Linked DNA regions of Salmo salar: region 2 is linked to region 1. Evidence: chromatin contacts called from public Hi-C data. All regions are on one chromosome and are shown on one strand. Each heading gives the region's core, a stretch centred on a gene start, on an enhancer-like site or on the middle of the called end of the contact. The rest is flanking DNA. Distances are from core to core; before and after follow the strand shown.

Region 1 (4,923 bases), core at 28-2,527:
GAAAATGTATGGCGTAAAAATTGCATCCTTTTATTTAGGAATATAGTTAGGTAAAAGTTGTCAAATATAAAGTACAGATCTACAAAAAAAACCACTTTAGTACTTTAAAGTATTTTTACTTAAATACTTTACACCAATTGAAATAAATAAATGAGGCTCTAATCTATGGATTTCATATGAGAATGGGAATACAGATGTGCATCTGTTGGTCACATGCTGTACCTTAAAAAAAAAAGGTAGGGGTGTGGATCAGAACCAGTTAATATCTGGTGTGACCACCATTTGCCTCATGCAGTGTGACACATCTCCTTTGCATAGAGTTGATCAGGCTGTTGATTGTGGCCTGTGGAATGTTGTCCCACTGAGCGTAGTTGCTGGATATTGGCGGGAACTGGAACATACTGTCATACACGTCGATCCAGAGCATCCCAAACCTGCTCAATGGGTGACATGTCTGGTGAGTATGCAGGCCAAGGAAGAACTGGAACATTTTCAGCTTCCAGGAATTGTGTACAGACCCTTGCGATATGCGGCCGTGCATTGTAATGCTGAAGAAACATGAGGTGATGGCGGCGGATGAATGGCACGACAATGGACCTCGGGAACTCGTCACGGCATCTCTGTGCATTCAAATTGCCATTGATACAGTGCAATTCTGTTTGTTGTCCGTAGCTTATGCCTGCCCATAACCCCACCACCACCATGGGGCACTCTGTTCACAACACTGACATCAGCAAACTGCTCGCCCACACGATGCCATACACGTGGTCTGCGATTGTGAAGCCGGTTGGACGTACTGTCAAATTCTCTCAAATGACGTTGGAGGCGGCCTACGGTAGAGAAATGAGCATTCAATTCCATGGCAACAGCTCTGGTGGACATTCCTGCAGTCAGCATGCCAATTGCACGCTCCCTCAAAACTTTTGGCATCTGTAACGTATTGTGTGACAACTGCAGAGATTTGTGCAGATATGCGAGAAATACGCTATTTTGTTCTTGATCTTTTATTTCAGCTCATGAAATATGGGACCAACATTTTACGTGTTGCTTTTTATATTTTAGTTTAGTGTAGAAAGCAGACAGTAATATTGGCACATGGTCTTCTGCTGTAGCTGCTGTTAATATCCACCCAGCTGTTTCCTAGGGGTTTTTCTAGTCTTCTTCATCAGTGAGAATATGATCTGCCATGACCCTTTGCTTAGCCGTGTGTATTTAGGGACCCACTAATAAACCATAGACTAACAGATTGCTCTCCTACTATAAACAGTTGTGGGGGCTCGGTATATTTTTGCCACAGTTCTAACCCCTAGTGACTCGCTCCTCATGTCCATAAAGCAGACCGGGTACATAGTGAACTGATTTTCCCAGCAGCTGCTCTCGGCCATCTTGGTACAGTAAAAATGGCCTTCATTTAAGCTGAGTGTAGGAGTTCCTGGACACCTGTTGTGTGCGCTCAGGAAAATGCATGCTCATACACAATCCAAAGCATATGTCACAGCGTAGATCCCTTTCCCCTTACAACACAAGGTGTTAATGAGAGTAGAGGTGACTGCGCCAGCGGTCCCTTACAGGACTCACTCCATCGGAGGGTAAGATGGGTTATACAAGACATCTCTCTCCTCCTGAGAGTTTCGAGCCCTGTGCAGCTAGTGTGATTAATGGTACCAACGTAGTGTGTTTTGTTTGGTGGTTCTTCATAATGGAAGAACGTGTGGTGCTCCATGGGAAAAATGTTAGCTCCTCCGGGGCATTACTGCAACTGAGTGAACAAGAGTGAGTAACATGTTCCTCCTTGAAAGGAGACCAATGTGAACTTTGTGAACCTGAGGAGAGCAGAGCAGGGTCTAAACTTAATGAACTCGTCTCGTGGTGGTGTGGCTGCTGAACACTGGGGTGGATGAATACTTGCTTGAAGCACACTAAATAATTGAGCCGCTGTTTGTTACACTGGAGTGTCGTCGAGAGGGAGTTGCGTTTGTCACAGGCCATGCTCCTGTATGCACTCTGAGATGGGAGGGGTGAAACCAAGCGAGCAGAGGTAGCGATTTGAGGTGTTGGCTGTTTCCCTGCACAGCTGTGTGTGTGCGTGTGTGTGTGTGTGAGAGAGAGCCCTGAGTGTAGTCCATGTTGAACGTCCCCTTTTCTCTTCCTCCTTCTCCCTCTCTACCTCTTCAGGAGCACCAGACAGCCCTGGAGACAGCTCAGGTAGAGTGTCGAGATGTTTTGCACAGACTGCTACCCAACGTGCCTCTTCCCACTGAACATGTAAGGTCTCACATAATACAGTATATAATATGCCATTTAGCAAACACTTTTACCCAAAGCGACTGTCATGCATGCATACGTTTTACGTATGGGTGTCCCGGGAATTGAACCCACTATACTGGCGTTGCAAGAGCCATGCTCTACCAACTGAGCTTCAGAGAACCACATGATGTGATATTAAATTCTAAGTTAATCTGTTCCACATGGTCTATTGTTGTGTATCTCTCAGAACCACCAGGAGTGGCTGCAGAGGTTTGAGACTGCAGTGAAAGAGGCCCCGGCAGCAGAGGTGACCCTAGCAGCAGAGCCCAGACCTCCAGCTCCAGGGGGCTCAGAGGACACCAAGGTTTCCTATAAAAAATACTTGTATGTTTTAAAATGTCTGAGAACTGAGGTGGAAAGAAGTGAAACCAGAGCTGTTCTGTTCACCAGATATTGGCTGATAAGCTGAAGGAATCAGAAGAGACCCAGAAGGTTCTACAGAAAGATTGTGAGACATACAAGAAAGTGTTGGCTGAGACGGTGAGGCGACGCTCTCTCAGTGTCCTGTAGATTACGTAAAAAATGTGTCATGAGGCTATGAAACTAACCTGTAATACCCTCTACTGTCCACAGGAGGGTATCCTGCAGCGCCTCCAGAGCAGTGTGGAGCAGGAGGAGTCTCGCTGGAAGGTGAAGCTGAATCTGTCACAGACAGAGCTGAAAGAGGTGAACACTGAAGAACATTCAATTAACCTCAAGTTGTGTTTATTGCACTTTTAACAATATCATTGGTATGTGGGGTGCAGTGGAGGCTGGTGGGAAGAGCTATAGGAGGATGGGCTCATTGTAAGGCTGGAATGGAATAAATGGGACAGCATCAAATGCATGGAAACCACGTTTGACTCAGTTCCTTCATTCCCGCCATTACAATGACCTCCTATAGCTCCTTCCACCAGCATCCTCTGGTGTGGTGCTTATAGTCACTCTCCTGCCCTTTCTTTCCTAGATGAGTGTGAAAGTGGCAACACTGGAGCAGGAGGTGGACAGAATGAGCGACCTCGGGGAGCTGGACAACGTCAGTCCTTCAGTTTAACACTTTACATACCGCTCAGCAATTGTATTATTTAGGCACTTTACATCAGTTGACTCATTCACTTTAATTGATTTTCATATATAGCTAAAAATGCAGTATTTTGTTCGTCCATAGTTGAGAAGAGACAAGCAGTACCTTGAGTCTGAGCTGGAGAGAGCAGAGTACGAGAGCGCCACCTATGTGACGGAGGTCAGCGAGGTGAGCTGACTCAACTTCCTGTCATACTCGGTCATGTCATAGTGGTTATCCATCTATATAGTCATTGGGCGGCAGGTAGCCTAGTGGTTAAGAGCGTTGGACCAGTAACCAAAAGGTTGTTGGTTGGAATCCCCGAGATGACTAGGTGAAAAGTCTCTGTGCCCTTAAGCATGGCACTTAACCCTAATTACTCTGGATAAGAGTGTCTGATAAAATGCAAATGTAGTCATTCCCCTCTGCATTGTTTATGGGTGTTACTGTACTTACTATATGTTTATGGAGCATGTCTCTTTGTTTACTGTTTGTGGTATCCACCATTGTGTTAGTACATGCAACAGTTGGACATTACATTCATACACACAACACACATTTTTCATTGTAGAATGCTCTGTTTTAGAGGGTTTGCGAACTTCACACAGTAACTTACAGCACTTCATGTTTTTCTAGTTGTTTCCTGTTAAATCAATGGAGTCCCTTTGCAGGCACACAGAACAGAAACATTCCAGCTGCATTCATTCATATCATCACAAGTTTCTCCAGAGAGTGAGAGTATTTTATCTAGGTCGTTGTAGATCATTGGTCAGATCTAGAACAATCGAACTCTCCTAAACAGCTTTAGATGCTATTACACTCACACCCTAATTCTCTACTAGGACACTCACACCCTAATTCACTACTAGGACACTTGTAGCCGATCACCCAAGCCGTTCCCTTGCTTCAGCTGTGTAGCGTTGTTTCCCCGGGTCCCACAACCGCTCGTTAAAAACATCTCACACTTCATTTCAGTTTAAAGATCTGTTGACTGAACTGCAGAGCTAACTTGATGGCGCTTATACAGAAGCAGTCAGGCAGAATGAGGAGTTGAATTTGGTAAGCCTTGCTCACCCATATAGGTAGAGCTCCCGTAACCTGTCCCTCCCTACTTCACCACCACCACCCAACGTTATCTCTGGGGTCATCACCTGCCTGGAGAATAAAGGTTCTCAATGTCCTTTGGGTATCATTCCATCTTTCTACAACCTCTGGATACAGTAGTGATATAAGCTTAAATACAACAGGCTAAGCTGTTTTTATATGCATGTGTAAGGTGGGTTTTCTTAGCTTTTTAGGAGGCAGTTACACTAAGAATATAACGATAGACTGAGCTATTGTATCCCCCCCCCTTGTTCTCCTGTTGTCAGGGACTGATTTAGGTGGGTGCAATTATCAGGTAGAACAGAAAACCAGCAGGCTCCAGACCTCATAGAGTAAGAGTTGAATACCCCTGCACTATCCCATCACTACCACTTAAAGGCTTACGGTGGCTTTCTGCTACTCCTGTACAGGCCAATGAGCTTCTCCATGTCGGCCATCTTTGGGGATACATTCTATGCCTTCAACTGCAC
Region 2 (5,375 bases), core at 2,175-4,674, 38 kb before region 1:
CATAATGAACGATGTTGATGCACAGAGCTGGTTGACCAGGTGGGGGAGAAGTATGCCTTGCCGATACGCACCAGCTTCAGCACAGCTCGAGGCTTCTTCATCCAGATGAAACTGGAGGGGGTAGCTTTACCTGATGGGGAACTCCCAGCTGACTTCATCAAGGTAATAACTTATTTGATGAACACCTTTGTACCTGTCAATGCTGGACTGTGGCAATGGTGAATGGATTATACAGAGCATTAAGTGAGAGAAACCCATTACAAAGTGTCATATAGCTTCATGTTCATTGTTTAAAATGGCTGTACCTGTCAGAATTGCTTTGGCTCTATATTACACTAAAACTTGTTCGGTATTCTCCATAGTAATATATTTTCACATTCTTGCTGTGTTTTATTCACACTTTCCTCAGGTGACGAAGCACAAGAACAACTACAGCTTCACCACAGCAGACCTGATGAAGATGAATGATCGCTGTGATGAGGCCCTGAGGGAAATATTTCACATGTCCTATGTGTGAGTAAAGAACAGCTTCAGTCTCACAATTATCAGGCTACATTTTCAGTGTATAATGTGTACTGAAAAATATGTATTCTTTGCTTTGATCTGTCAAACCTACCCTTTATTTCTGTTATGATCATGTGTCATAAAATATAACTGAGGGAAGTTGGATTGACTTACTATTGTTTACCCAGTAGATGGGGCTATTGAGTTTGGTTTGACATTGTAAATCATTTTGTCCTGTTTCCACCTTTCTCTTTCCAGGGTGGTGTGTCAGCTGCTGAATACAGTTCATGAGCATATCCACTGTCTTTACAAACTGTCCGATGCTGTGTCCATGCTAGACATGCTGCTGTCACTAGCCAATGCATGCACCATCTCAGACTATGGTAAGCCAAGAAGGAAAGTTAAATGTAATCAATTATTAATTTCCTCCCTACATATCTGCAAAAAGTATGTGTTGCTCAAATTCATAGTTCATGCTAACCATATGATCCAGTCAGATTCAAGCTATCCCTGGAGTGGTTTGACCTCGCTCTGAGTCTAGACAGTATCTGAAGAAACCCACCCACTCATCCATCTCACATAGCAGCCAGTCATAGCAGCATGAGTAAATAGTGTGTCAGCAGCAGCACCCTCTGTTCTCCTTTATAAGTGACAAAGAGGCTGCTGTGATCTGCTCTCTATTTAACATTGGTTGTCCTGCTAGCTTAAGTTGTCTGGGCAGCAGCTCCCATAACCATGTGGTTGGTGACCAATGGCCCACAGCTGTCTGAAACAGGATCTCTGGAGAGACACGTGCTGACTGCCGGCCTTCTCTGTCTCAGTCCTCTCACTCTCAGATTACCCTGGTCACGAAACCATTACTGTATTTGACCAGACCAATCTTTCTGCAAGACATGATTACTGTAGATGTATGTTTCGACTGCATGCTAGAAGTGTTTTGAACTTTCTCATAAAATGTGTAATAAAATAACAAACCCAACTGTCATCCACAGCAATTCAACACCAAGTAAAACATTTATTTACCAACCATGTAATTATGAATTTGAATTGTATTGTGTTCTTCCTAAAGTTGTTTTCCTTCTCTGTGCCTGCAGTGCGTCCTGAGTTCACAGACACACTGGCCATCAAGCAGGGTCGTCACCCCATTCTGGAGCGCATCGTTGGCCAGCAGCCCGTGTCCAACAACAGCTACATCTCTGAGGGCAGCAACTTTGTCATCATCACTGGGCCCAACATGAGCGGCAAGTCCACCTACCTCAAACAGGTGGCGCTGTGCCAAATCATGGCTCAGATAGGTGGGTGGAGAAACCATAAAATTAATTTAAAATGGAATGTAGTTATATAATTAACTTCATTTTCAGTGTTGTAACCATTCAAAAGGCTTATTCACAGGCTACTTATATAATGAATCTCATCTTTCCTAGGTTCCTTTGTCCCTGCTGAGTATGCCTCCTTCCGCATTGCTGACCAGATTTTCACCAGAATCGGGGTGGATGATGACTTTGAGACAAACTCCTCAACCTTTATGGTGGAAATGAAGGAGGTACATTTCCCATACATATTTGCCACTCAGTGGTTTTGTATGTATTTTCGAAATACCGCAAAGTAATTCTGATTAATTTCTTTGTACTCCCAAGGTCTCATATTTAATCCATAATGTGAGTGATAGGTCTCTCATTATCATAGACGAACTTGGGCGTGGTACTAGTGCTGAGGAGGGTGTCGGCATCTGTCACTCTGTCTGCGAATTCCTCCTTAGCCTCAGGGTAGGTACGGTGTGGCCAACTAGCACAGTACCTCTCTCCTGTCTGAAACAATATATGATTAATTGGATTTTGTGTATGAATCATGGAGGCCTTTCTTTTCTTTGACTTCCTGTTACTTGCACTGCTCAGTTCACAATCTATCATAAGATAAATATGTGTGCTCAGCTGTTTACCTGCTGGTCCCAGGCGTTCACGCTGTTCGCCACACACTTCCTGGAACTATGTGAGCTGGAGACATTGTACCCCAATGTGGAAAACCAGCACATGGAGGTTCAGCACACCCGCACTGGTGACACAGGTACAGAGCGTGTCATCTATACCTTCCTGCTGAGCCGTGGAAGCTCTGAGGAAAGAAACTACGGTAAGGAAATACAGACAGACACTTAACATTGTCCAATCTCAATCATTCACCTTAATTGTAAAAGGTTTACTGTAATGTTCAACTTGCAGGTCTGAGGGCTGCGGAGATGACTGCACTGCCTTTAACCATAATCCAAGAAGCAAAGGCGATTAGCTCTAAAGTCAGCCAACAGCTCTTGGTATGCTTTTCCAGTAGGCCATGCTTTTCCAGTATCATTATTTAGATCTAACTTACTATCCATCATCTTATTCTCTGAAGTCCCTGCTTGTCCGTCAACCTGTCGTCTTCCTCCTACCTTAACTCAGGCCAAGCACCACAGTGATCCGGAAACGCAACGGCAGAGAGCAGTGTACCACCTGGCCACTCGGCTCCTGCAGACAGCCAGGAACTCCAGGCTGGACCCTGACAGCCTGCGCATCTATCTGAAGGGCCTGAAGAGACACTATGAAGCAGAGCTGCAGGTCATAGGAGAGCCTGTGTCCATGGAGACAGAGGAAGAATGAGTCAGATGAGGAAAGGGATGTCAAAGGGTGGGAAGGGGGTGATGAGATGGTGAGGAGAGAGGAAGCTTGTGGACTTATGAGTGATGCTCTTTGACTATCTTCTATAATGATATTCAATGACATTGTTAGATATTTGTAGTATTTGTTTTCTCAATGTTAATCTGTAATATTTAAATAAAACATTTTTATATTTTCTAAGTGTCTATTATTAACATGGAGCGGCACAAGGGAGGGGCCAACATTTTAAACACCCACGTTGCTTCAAAACCCCTATCAGAGAAGAAGGCCCTGCCTTTTCTATATCCTCATCTCCAGTCCTCTCTTCATTTTATTATACGCTGTGTGCTGAGACATATCGACCCGCCCCCGCGAAACAAGATACACAGGCAGCGTTGAGTTGTGCTGCTCTGGGGAACTCTCCATTTAATTTCAACATTTAGGAAACTGCGGCACTAAAACACCTCAGGGTATGTACATTACATTTTCTCATACATTATTATTTATTTTTAAAACGAGCTAGTCACGCAAGGCTTTGCTTAGCTGAAACAATAATCTGGGCCTTGCACTAGCCCCAACGCACTGCCGGAAAATCGGGACGCAAGAGCGGGTCAGATTTTAGGACAGAGGGCCGGATGACTTTAAAGGCGAGGCCTTTTTGTTGGGATTGGCTTCTCAGGTGCTGTACTCCTGGGTTAGTAGCTGTTTTGGGAACGTTATTTGTAAACAACAAATTATTGTTTCCAGCATTTCACCTGTTTAAAATATAACTATGTCCGTGCGCATCGAGACGTCACTCACTGACCAGACAAGTTTTCCCGCAAGTGTCATGATTTGTAGCACGTTGACACAGATGGAACTGGCTAACTAACGTAACGTTAATCACTTCATTTATTGCTGGCTGGCTAGCTAGCTTACCTTAGACAGCAAACTACTTAGCTAGCTAAACGCCCTGACCCAAAAAGACGGCGTACTTCGTTTGTGGCTAAAGTAAGGTAGGCTTCACTGGAAAAGCCGGAGTGGTTAGTTATCCATTAACTACCCACAAACATGTGGGCTCCTAGTTAAATGACAGTACGGCTTTGTAACTAGCCAGTTGGTATCCAAAGCAAGGCCTTACCAAAGCCCTCCAGTCAGTATCGTGTCCACCATTCAGATGTACATTGCTAGCAAGTTACAATGAACAAATGTATAAACGCAACATGTAAAGTGTTGGTCCCTTGTTTCATGAGCTGAAACAAAAGAACCCAGAAATGTTCCAAACTCACAAAAAGCTTCTTTCTCTCAAATGTGCTACAATTAGTTTGCTATTCTCCTTTGCCAAGATGTGATCCACCAGACAGGTGTGGCATATCAAGGTGATTAAATGGCATGATCACTACACAAGTGCACCTTGTGTTGGGTACAAAAGACCACTAAAATATGCACTTTTGTCACTCAACACAATGCCACATATGTCATGTTTTGAGGGCGTGTGCAACTGGCATTCTGACTGCATGAATGTCCACCAGAGCTGTTACCAGGGAATTTATTCTTCATTTCTCTACCATAAGCTCTCTCCAACGTCGTTTTATTTACTTTGTCACTATTTCCAACCAGCCTCATAACCGCAGACCACATGTATGGCATCGTGTGGGCGAGCGGTTTGCTAATGTGAACCGAGTATCCCATGGTGGGGGTATGGACAGGCAAAAGCTACAGACAACAAACACAGTTGCATTTGAATGCACAGAGATACCGTGAAGTGATCCTGAGGCCCATTCATGCCATTCATCGCTGCCACCACCTCATGTTTCAGCATGATAATGCACGGCCCCACGTCGCATGGAAACTGAAAATGTCCCAGTTCTTCCATGACCTGCATATTCACCAGACATGTCACCCATTGAGCTTGTTTGGGATGTTCTGGATCAACGTGTACGACAGCATGTTCCTGCCAATATCCAGAAACTTCGCACAGCTATTGAAGAGGAGTGGGACAACACTCCACAGGCCACAATCAACCACCTGATCAACTTTATGCGAAGATGTTGCGCTGCATGAGGCAAATGGTGGTCACACCAGATACTGACTGGTTTACTGATCCATGCTCCTACCTTTTTTGCATATCTGTATTCCCAGTCAAATGAAATCCATAGATTGGGGCCTAATTCATTTATTTAAATTGACTTATTTCCTTATGAACTGTTGCTCAGTAAAATCTTTAATTGTTGCATTTGTTTTTGTTCAGTATAGATAATACAT

The links. A called contact is a pair of places that touch in the nucleus more often than the background predicts.
Region 2: a Hi-C map of muscle shows a contact between it and region 1, with 6 times the contacts expected there. The contact joins the promoter of LOC106611015 here to the enhancer-like site in region 1. A contact is called at or near these places in 2 of 3 Hi-C or Micro-C datasets (gill and muscle).

Annotation. Positions count from the first base shown.
Region 1 is chrssa09:22,309,430-22,314,352 of Ssal_v3.1, reverse strand. It overlaps LOC106611015 (kinectin), which reads left to right. Exons shown (of 34, transcript XM_045723483.1): 25 at 2,176-2,265; 26 at 2,495-2,611; 27 at 2,698-2,787; 28 at 2,881-2,973; 29 at 3,254-3,322; 30 at 3,455-3,538. Among protein-coding and RNA genes, the nearest start is that of LOC106611016, 12 kb to the right of the region's middle. Within about 2 kb of position 1,277, at least 1 of the 13 cell types and tissues checked has an H3K27ac peak or open chromatin away from gene starts, as enhancers often do. A contact at or near this core is called in muscle, where this site is marked.
Region 2 is chrssa09:22,348,821-22,354,195 of Ssal_v3.1, reverse strand. LOC106611015 (kinectin) reads left to right here and starts at 3,424. Exons shown (of 34, transcript XM_045723483.1): 1 at 3,424-3,601. msh4 (mutS homolog 4) reads left to right here. Exons shown (of 20, transcript XM_014210958.2): 12 at 26-162; 13 at 410-513; 14 at 763-887; 15 at 1,599-1,799; 16 at 1,929-2,047; 17 at 2,142-2,270; 18 at 2,436-2,631; 19 at 2,721-2,809; 20 at 2,937-3,329. The coding sequence ends at 3,134.